3 separate regions of the Mus musculus genome follow, and all the other regions are linked to region 3. The links are chromatin contacts, called in public promoter capture Hi-C maps. All regions are on one chromosome and are shown on one strand. Each heading gives the region's core, a stretch centred on a gene start, on an enhancer-like site or on the middle of the called end of the contact. The rest is flanking DNA. Distances are from core to core; before and after follow the strand shown.

Region 1 (2,700 bases), core at 102-2,601, 2.3 Mb before region 3:
CTCTGGCGTGTGCTACGCAGGCGCGGTGGCGTTGACCCTAGGGTGCTGGAGAGCCGCGTGCGAGAAGCTATGGACAACGATCCTCCTCCCTACCATCCCACTAGCAGCAACTGTGTGCACTTTGCACTGAACCTGTTGGGCATGGACTCAGTAAGTGCCTCTCTTCTACCTGCCCACATCCCATGCCAGCCCCAGTCTGCTAACAAAGGCACCTAACCAACTTGCTCCAGCATAATTCAGATGATTCCCCTCTCCACTACACCCAGACCAGGTTCCTTTCATCTTAAACTCTTTACTCTGGCAATCTAAAGTCCCCAGAATAGGTGTACCTATTTTTGAAGTTACACACTTTGAAACCCTTTAGCGCCAGGTAGACCTCAGGCTACTGTTCTTAGATCCTGAGCAGATATATTTACTGAACATGACCGATCTCCAACCCAGGGGCTGCTCCAACTCCATCCTTCTTTTTGCAGTAGAACTTTCTATTGATCCAAAGTCCGCCTTTCTCAGTTCCATCCTTTTCCAAACAGTCCACCAATTCTGATCTTAGAGAATTGGGACCCTAGTCTACAAATCTCGGTCCTTGGGAATACTTCCATTCTATGAGCCTGGCCAGGAGTTCCCAATCACTCAACCTCATGTCCAAAATCTAGACCAAAGATAAACAATTCACCATCAGCCTAGTCCAGGGTGTTCTCTCTAATCCAGAACTAGCTACAATCCTTCTTCTTGCTTTCCTTCCTTCCTTCCTTCCTTCCTTCCTTCCTTCCTTCCTTCCTTCCTCCCTTCCTTCCTTCCTTGGGTCTTAGGAGCTAAGCTTGATAAATCACAAAGTCCTGGAGACCTGGCAATTACACCAGACCCTAACTCAATCTGTTCGTCTTCTTTCCCTTCTAGATGTCAATGGACAGGAACCTAACCAGTGATTAATGTGACCTTGGGTCCTCCTGAATGGGCCAAAAGAGGTTTCAGAAGGGATCATTAAAGTATTTTCCCAAACGTAATTAGGATGTTGGAGGTTCTCTTTACTCCACCTAGAACTGATTTGCTCCCAGAATGCCCTTAGCACTTGCTTCCTGGGTCAGCCTCCTCTTAAATTCCACTTCTTCCAGGAAGTTGCTATGATTCCCAGTGAGTAAGCAGGTTATCCTCAGAGGGATTTAGACTGTGTGAAAAAGGATGGAAAGGTACCCACCCCTAAATCTCCAAGGTAGATGTTCCAACCCAGGCCTGCGAGTATGGCCTTCTTTCAGTGTCCCTCACGTCCCCCTCTCTCACTGCATGGGTGGGCGGGTCCGTGGAGGTCAGGTGATCGGGAGGGCGGAGGCAGGAGGTCCGCATCCCTCCAAAGACTATACAGTCATCAGCCCTGCAGCCTTGCTCACTGTGAGAGACCTTTAGATGCTTGCAGTTGCCAGAGAGTTCTGAGAGATTGGGACAGGGCAGGCGCTGTTCCTCCGTCCCCTGTCAGCTCACCCCAACCCTGCACTCCGCGGGTGGTGCCGGTCCCTTTAAGAACCTTAGCGCTCAGCCCTGATTGCTGAATCTGCGCGCTGCCTCCGCCGCGCAGATTGCAGCTCCGCAGAGCTAGGCGTGCATCCCATTCCTCGACCAAAGCCCAACCCGGCCGCTCAGCCACCCCTCAGCGCAGATCCATGTCGGCCGCTCCGGCCTACAGCGAAGACAAGGGCGGCTCAGCCGGTCCCGGGGAGCCAGAATATGGCCACGACCCGGCGAGCGGCGGTATCTTCTCCTCGGACTACAAGCGGTGAGCTAGCGAGCGCCGGCCGGGTGCGGCTGGCGCGCAGGCACCATGGACAGCGCCCGCGAGGCTGCGGCCCTGCCGACCCAGACCCGCCCTGCGCGCTTCCCGGGGTTCCCGCAGCAGGGCCACTTCGCCTTTAGCTACGAAGGGGCGGGGGACCCAAGGCTGGTGGGGGAGGGACCAGACAGGCGGGGTCCTTATGGAACAGCTGCGATGATGTTTGCAGCCTTTTATTCGCTGGCTCAAAGAGAAACCAAAACAAAACCCCCAAAACCAATTCCGTAGGGGACGGGTCTGAATTGGGGAACTGGAGTTTGAGTGTGGTCCACTCCAGGAAGCCGGCCCTGGATGTAGACTGAGAAACTGGCTCCTCCTGCAAATTAATTTCTCCATCTTTCCCCAACCCCCACATTGCCCTATGATTCAGCCCTACTTGGTTTGAATCTTACCTTTGACTCATTCATTTATTTGTTCATAAATTCAATAGCACATTAATTAAAGGCCTGTGGACCTGTTAGTCACGGAACGGAGTAGTGAACAGGAGCCAATAGATTGTTCCAACCGGGAGCACAATTGTAGCCCTGACAATTCAAGGGTCAGGAGTGGGAGTGCAAGACATGTTCCATTTCAGGGAGGAAGGTACTCTCGTGTTAGAAATGGGTCTGGGGTCTCAGGGAAATCACCACACAATCCAGAGCACAAGGCGCAAGCGAATGCACTTCTTCAGAAGGGTCACTCAACCAGGCAGGTTCACCGAGTGCGAGTCCCACTGGATTTTTATTACTAATGATCGGGTGACCCTGTTCCTTACCCTGCATGGTCAGTGCTAGGCCTCACATGCTCAAGCAGCTGCAAACAGCAACAAACCCTTAAAAGTCAGTCAACTGATATGCAAAGTGCAACTTTTGAGAACAGGATGCAGCTGTGAGCACATA
Region 2 (2,700 bases), core at 118-2,617, 2.1 Mb before region 3:
AGTAGTATTTTCTAATTACACAGGCTTTAAATACCACACGTATGCTAACAAACCTGAACTTCAGATAAAGCGTGCAGTGAAGCCAAACCTATGTTCCAGGTTACATTTCAATGGCCCCCAAAAAAGTGGAAAAGTGAAACTGCTTGTGCAATGAGAGGACAGAGGTTGGGATAAGCTAGGCAGGGGGTGAGGGGGGGGGGGAACTGGTGGCATCTAAGACCCTTCCCAGTGCGGACAACCCTTGCCTTTCTACTCTGGGAATGCCAGAGCAAAGTGCACTCTGGTTTACCATGTCAGGAACGTGCCGGGGATATCCCGGGTCCCCCACCCACCCCGCTGGGAGAAAACTGACTCGCCGCGTCCGACCCCGGCCGGGAAGGAACGGACACGGCGGATCCCGCGGCGCCGCGTCATAGCCCTGTTAAGCCTCGGTCCGCGACAGCCCGCAAACGCGGGCGGCTGGCGTCGGTCAACGCCAGGGCGGCTGCCTAGAGGGCCCCCAGTGCCCCGCGTTTGTTTCCCCGCCCTCCCAGTGCGGCTCACCTTCGAGGCGCCGTTATCCCGAGGCTGAGGCTCCACGAGCCCGGGCGCGGTCGACCATCGCTGAATAGATCTCGGCGCGGGGCCCGGGACGTCCACGTCCACGTCCTCGTCCTCGCCGTCGCTGTGGCTAAACGTTCGGTTTTCGGAAGTGTGGATGCTCGGGGCGCAGCCCATACTGGCGGCGGCGGCACCGCGGACTCGCTGGCGGGCAGCCGCGATCCGGTCAGCAAACGGCCCGCCCGGCGCCTCGGGGCCGCCGCGGGCGCCGTGTCATCGCGGCCTGAGCGGGCGGGCGGGCAGGCGGGTGGGCGGCGGCGGCAAGCGCGGGTCTCGCGTCAGGAAGCGCGGCCGCCCCTTTTATTGCGCTGCGGGCGCGGCGGCCGTGGGGAGGGGGCGCTGGGGCGAGAGGCGCGCCGCGGACGCCCCTCCGAACATGCCCTTCCTGAGGCGGGAGCCGCCGCTGTCTCCCTCACATCGCCGCGCGCGCCGCAGCCGCCGCGCTTCCGGGGAAATGTCGGGGGTGGAGATTTGCGCTCTCGCCACCGGGAGCCGCGAGCCCGCGCCGCGTTTGCACCGCCGCCCTCGCCTCGTCTGACTCTCGAGGAAACGGGCGCTCGCTCGCCTGGCGGTGCCTCTCCTCGGCCCGGCGGACGGCTGGGTGAGCGCCCCTAGTCGGGCTACCGTAGGGGAGCCCAGCCCTCGGCGCCCGCACTCCGAGCTGGGGACCCGCTCGCTGACGGAGCGAGCGCCTCGACTCCGGTCGGGCCGCGCCGTCGAGAAGCGCCGAGGCGGCTGCGCGAGCCAGGAGTTGAGCATCCGAGACTCCCGCTCCGTGCTCCGGACCGCGTCTTGCGGGCAACTCGCCGCGCCCAGCCCCCAGCGGTGACCTCCAGCGGCTGCTGGCGTCAATGCAAAGCAGCTGGGGCGCCCGCCGCCCGCTCCCTGTACCGCCCGTCCAAGAGCATGCGCGGCCGCGACCGCAGGGGCACCTAGCCAGCCCGTCCGGAGAAAGGAAAGGACTTGCTGAAGGATACAGAGCCATTCTGCTTCAGGGGCTACCGAGTTCGTTCACTGTCAGGTCACTGTGTTTGAGATTTGGAGCTATCGTCCGTTAAGAGACCAGTTGGAAGGACCTCAGTCCGAAGCGTTCCGAAGTCCATGGGGAACTACACTCCAGGTCCCAGGCGTTATTACCAGGGATAGCCCTTGCTCCAAGACCTGGCACGTCACGCCTCTGGTTGCACTCAGACCTGTGGGACTGCAATATTTCGAAGTTGGTTAGGGAAAGCCGGTCCTCTTAACCAAAGGACGATTCCAGGTTCGACAGTCCCAAGGATCCGAACCAAATGAAGAGTTGTGCGTCCGTCCAGCAGGGATCAGAACTGCAGCCCCCCAAGTGCTACCAGATAGCTAGCTGTGTGACTCCAGATGAGTCTCTTAACCTCTCGGTAGCTGAAACTGGAGGGCGACGCCCCTGGGTGTGCATCTGATACCCAGAGCCAGCCACTTCGAGGGCCTTCCCGCCCTTCTTTGCTCTCTAGGTCCACCGGGACCCTGGCGGGACCGGGACGTAGCTTCCTTTCCTCAGTCCACACCTTTCCTACACGCACCCGGGTGCGACCCTGAGTGGCTGAGACTCCTGCCCGCGGACTGGCTACTGTTAAGACCCGGAGATGTGCTCCGGGCTGAAGTCCCTGCTGTGACAGACACAGGTGCTTGGTCCCTGTGGCAGCTGCAACGTCCTTGAGCATCGATCTTCGCCACCAAAGGAGGATACAGGGCGGCTTCCGGAGCGGATAAGGCTGGAGCAGCTTTAGAAACTGGTTCTCTTTTCTGGCCTTTGGCACGCGGCTCCTTTGTCAAGTTAAAGCACGCTGTCCTATAAAAATATGACTGGCTCCTCCAAGGTGTCTTGAAAAACAGGAAAAGTTTTTGTACTGACACCCGTTATTCCACCCAGTCTGTGGTGTTTTCAACTAGCAGTCTTAGAGGGTAGATTTTTTGTTTTGTTTTTTTTTGTTTTGTTTTGTTTTTTTTCAGCTGGTAGCTGGATCCCTAGAGAAATTGCCTTTAGCCAAGATGCACGTACAAGTCTAAGGCTCTTCTCTCCGCCCACCAAAAGTCTGGCCTTGACAACTCCACAGTGACCTTGCTAGT
Region 3 (2,700 bases), core at 106-2,605:
TAGTGTGTATGTGTGTGGTCACACATGTGACACTGGGTGGGTGCGTGGGTCAGAGGTCAGCTTTGTGGACTTGGGCTCTCTGCTTCTGTCTGCCTTCCTGATCGATTTGTGGGGATTGAGTTGAGGTAGCCGCACTCGCTCAGCAAATGCTTTACCCACTGAGCCATTTCTTTAGCCAGATCTATCTATCTTTCTATCTTTCTTTCTTTCTTTCTTTCTTTCTTTCTTTCTTTCTTTCTTTCTTTCTTTCTTTCTTTCCTTCTTTCCTTCTCTCTCTCTCTCTCTCTCTCTCTCTCTCTCTCTCTTTTTGTGATAGAATCTCATTCTGGTGGTTAGGGTAGCTGAAGATTCACCATGTTGTTCAAGCTAGCCTTGGACTTCCTTTAATAATCCAGTGTGCTGGCATTATAGGCTTGAACCACCACAGTGGCCAAAATCCTAAAATATTTCTAATTTGGGACTTTTACACAAGTTTGCCAATTCCTTTTTTTTTTTTTTTTTTTTTTGGCCTTTTCATGGTTTCTAAAGACGTTATGTCATCCTGTAGTGTCATTTTGCACAGATGTCTATCTAATGGAATGGTTGTGCATCTCTAAGCATTACTGCTAGGTCTTAAGGCGTTGATATGTGACATTTTGAAAGACATTACCAAATAAAGAAGCTGAGCTGGCGTATACTCTGTCCAAGGTCCGCGTGCCTCAGCCTGTTTGCCCCACAGCCTCTGCTGTTAACAGCCTGACACTTGCCGATCTGATAAAGGAGGAAACACTGTACTCATTGTAGCCTGAATTTGCTGTTCTCTGATTACAGATAAGAATTAGCATTTAAACTCTAAACAGTTATTTTTAATTAACTAAACAACAAATAATCAATAAACTCACACATTTAGGAAACAGGGTCCCATTCTATAGCCCAGACTAGTCTGGAACTCAATATGGATGGAGCCCACTCTGGGGATCCGATCTGGAACTGTCTGATCCTCCTGATTCAGCTTCCTAACAGTTGGGAGTACAAGCGTGAGCCACCACCACTCCTGGATTATTTTATTTTATTTATCTTTGCTGGGTTGGGGATCGAATCTAGGGTCTCCAGCATGCTTAGGAAAGCACTCCATTATCCAGCCACTTGTTAAAATTCCTCCTGAGCAATTTCCCCCTGTCCAGTCTATTCAGGAAGCCGGGGCCTGGCCTCAGGCTGAGGACTGGCAGCGGCATCAGGGCGTGGCTCGCCGGGAGGCTGAGGCACTGGACCCCCCACTTCAGCCCTCCCTCTTCCCACTGTGGTCTCGGAGCTCCGCCCAGAGTCCGCCCGGGGCTGTACGGGGCGGAGCCCTTGGGCCAGTGGGCGGAGCTGAGGCGCCTGATTTATTCCGGAGTGAGAGGAGCGGACGCAGGAACTCTCGAGTCCCAGCATCAGAGCGCGTGGACCTTTTCCCGCGTCCCGCAGCATGCAGGTCTCCCGTGTGCTGGCCGCGCTGTGCGGCATGCTACTCTGCGCCTCTGGCCTCTTCGCCGCGTCTGGTGAGTCCCTCTGGCCTCGCCCCTGTTCTGCCCGCCGCTCGGAAGTTCTCAGCGACGCCCTCCCTCTACTCCTACTGTTGACAAACTTGAGCAGAGCCTGGAGGGGGACGCTCAGGGGTAGGAGAGGCGAACGTGCCTCTGTGCTCTCTGCCCTGGGGCCTTGGGGCTGTGATAAGTAGCTTTTGCACTGAGTGGTGACCCTGGACACCCGGTGACAGCCTGGCCTCCCCCCCCCCCCGGCCCCCTCAGGGATGTGACTTACACATAACAAAGGAATCCGCTGCGTCGTGCCTCTTTCTTTTTTACCGCGTCTGTAAAGTGAGGCCACCGAACTGTGTCTGCTTTCCAATCCAAACAATTTGGGAGAGTCTAGGACTCTTGTGCGGGTACAACTCAAGCTAACGTTACCTGAAACTCTGTCCTGAACCCGCCTGGTTAGAGAATCCAATGAACTTTTGTGTCCCACTTGTTGGTGTTTGATCAGATAAGGGAAGGAATGACAGAGGGGTCAGTGCGAGAGACTGGCTTGTAGGTGGGGCTGGTCTGGAACTTAGAAAAGGGCTTCCTGCCCCCGGCTGACCTTGGCCAGCTGCTTTATCTCCCCTAACCCTTCTCCTCCTCCTCCTCCTCCTCCTCCTCCTCCTCCTCTGCTCTGAGGTCCCCAGTAGACGTCTGGGCTTCTTGCGGGATGCTGCTGGAGAGAGTTCATCATGAAAAAGCAGTGCCCACGTGGGGCAGCCCCTAAATCCTTTCTCATAGAAACGGGACTGGCGGCGGGACTGGAGTGATCACAGGCAGGAGAGATCACAGCTGTGTTCTGTCGCCCAGCACAGGATCTGACCTCGGGGTTGGAGCTGAAGGCATTGGGTGCCCCAAGCTTCCACGACCTGGAAACTCCTGGTCTGTCCACTCAGCTGGAAAGATGCTTGGGTCTCCTCTGACCCTTTCCACCCCTCCTCTTTGCCCCCCCCCCCCCAACCTGCACCCTGGCCAAATGTTCCTGGAGACACTTCCCAGAGAAGGACCCTGAAATCCCATAGGATTTTTAGAGGAGCTGGCCTCTCCTGGTCTCATATGCAGGTGGCCAGCCTCAGTCCCAACGCCACTGCTTCTGGCCACCTTCCACTTTCTGATTTCCTCTCTGAACCCTTGGTTTGGTTCCTGGTGCAGGTGTAGGGAA

Evidence for each region. Promoter capture Hi-C pulls out the DNA fragments that hold promoters and counts their contacts.
Region 1: a promoter capture Hi-C map of liver shows a contact between it and region 3, with 2.9 times the contacts expected there. The contact joins the promoter of Ap3b2 here to the promoter of Mfge8 in region 3. A contact is called at or near these places in 2 of 39 promoter capture datasets (both in liver).
Region 2: a contact with region 3 is called in a promoter capture Hi-C map of pre-B cells, with 3 times the contacts expected there. The contact joins the promoter of Pde8a here to the promoter of Mfge8 in region 3.

Annotation. Positions count from the first base shown.
Region 1 is chr7:81,492,576-81,495,275 of GRCm38.p6, reverse strand. Ap3b2 (adaptor-related protein complex 3, beta 2 subunit) reads left to right here and starts at 1,351. Exons shown (of 26, transcript NM_021492.3): 1 at 1,351-1,768. The coding sequence starts at 1,656. BC048679 (cDNA sequence BC048679) reads left to right here. Exons shown (of 6, transcript NM_001193274.1): 5 at 1-150; 6 at 898-1,002. The coding sequence ends at 930.
Region 2 is chr7:81,211,932-81,214,631 of GRCm38.p6, reverse strand. Pde8a (phosphodiesterase 8A) reads right to left here and starts at 1,367. Exons shown (of 22, transcript NM_008803.3): 1 at 544-1,367. The coding sequence starts at 717.
Region 3 is chr7:79,147,715-79,150,414 of GRCm38.p6, reverse strand. Mfge8 (milk fat globule-EGF factor 8 protein) reads left to right here and starts at 1,355. Exons shown (of 9, transcript NM_001045489.1): 1 at 1,355-1,520. The coding sequence starts at 1,448.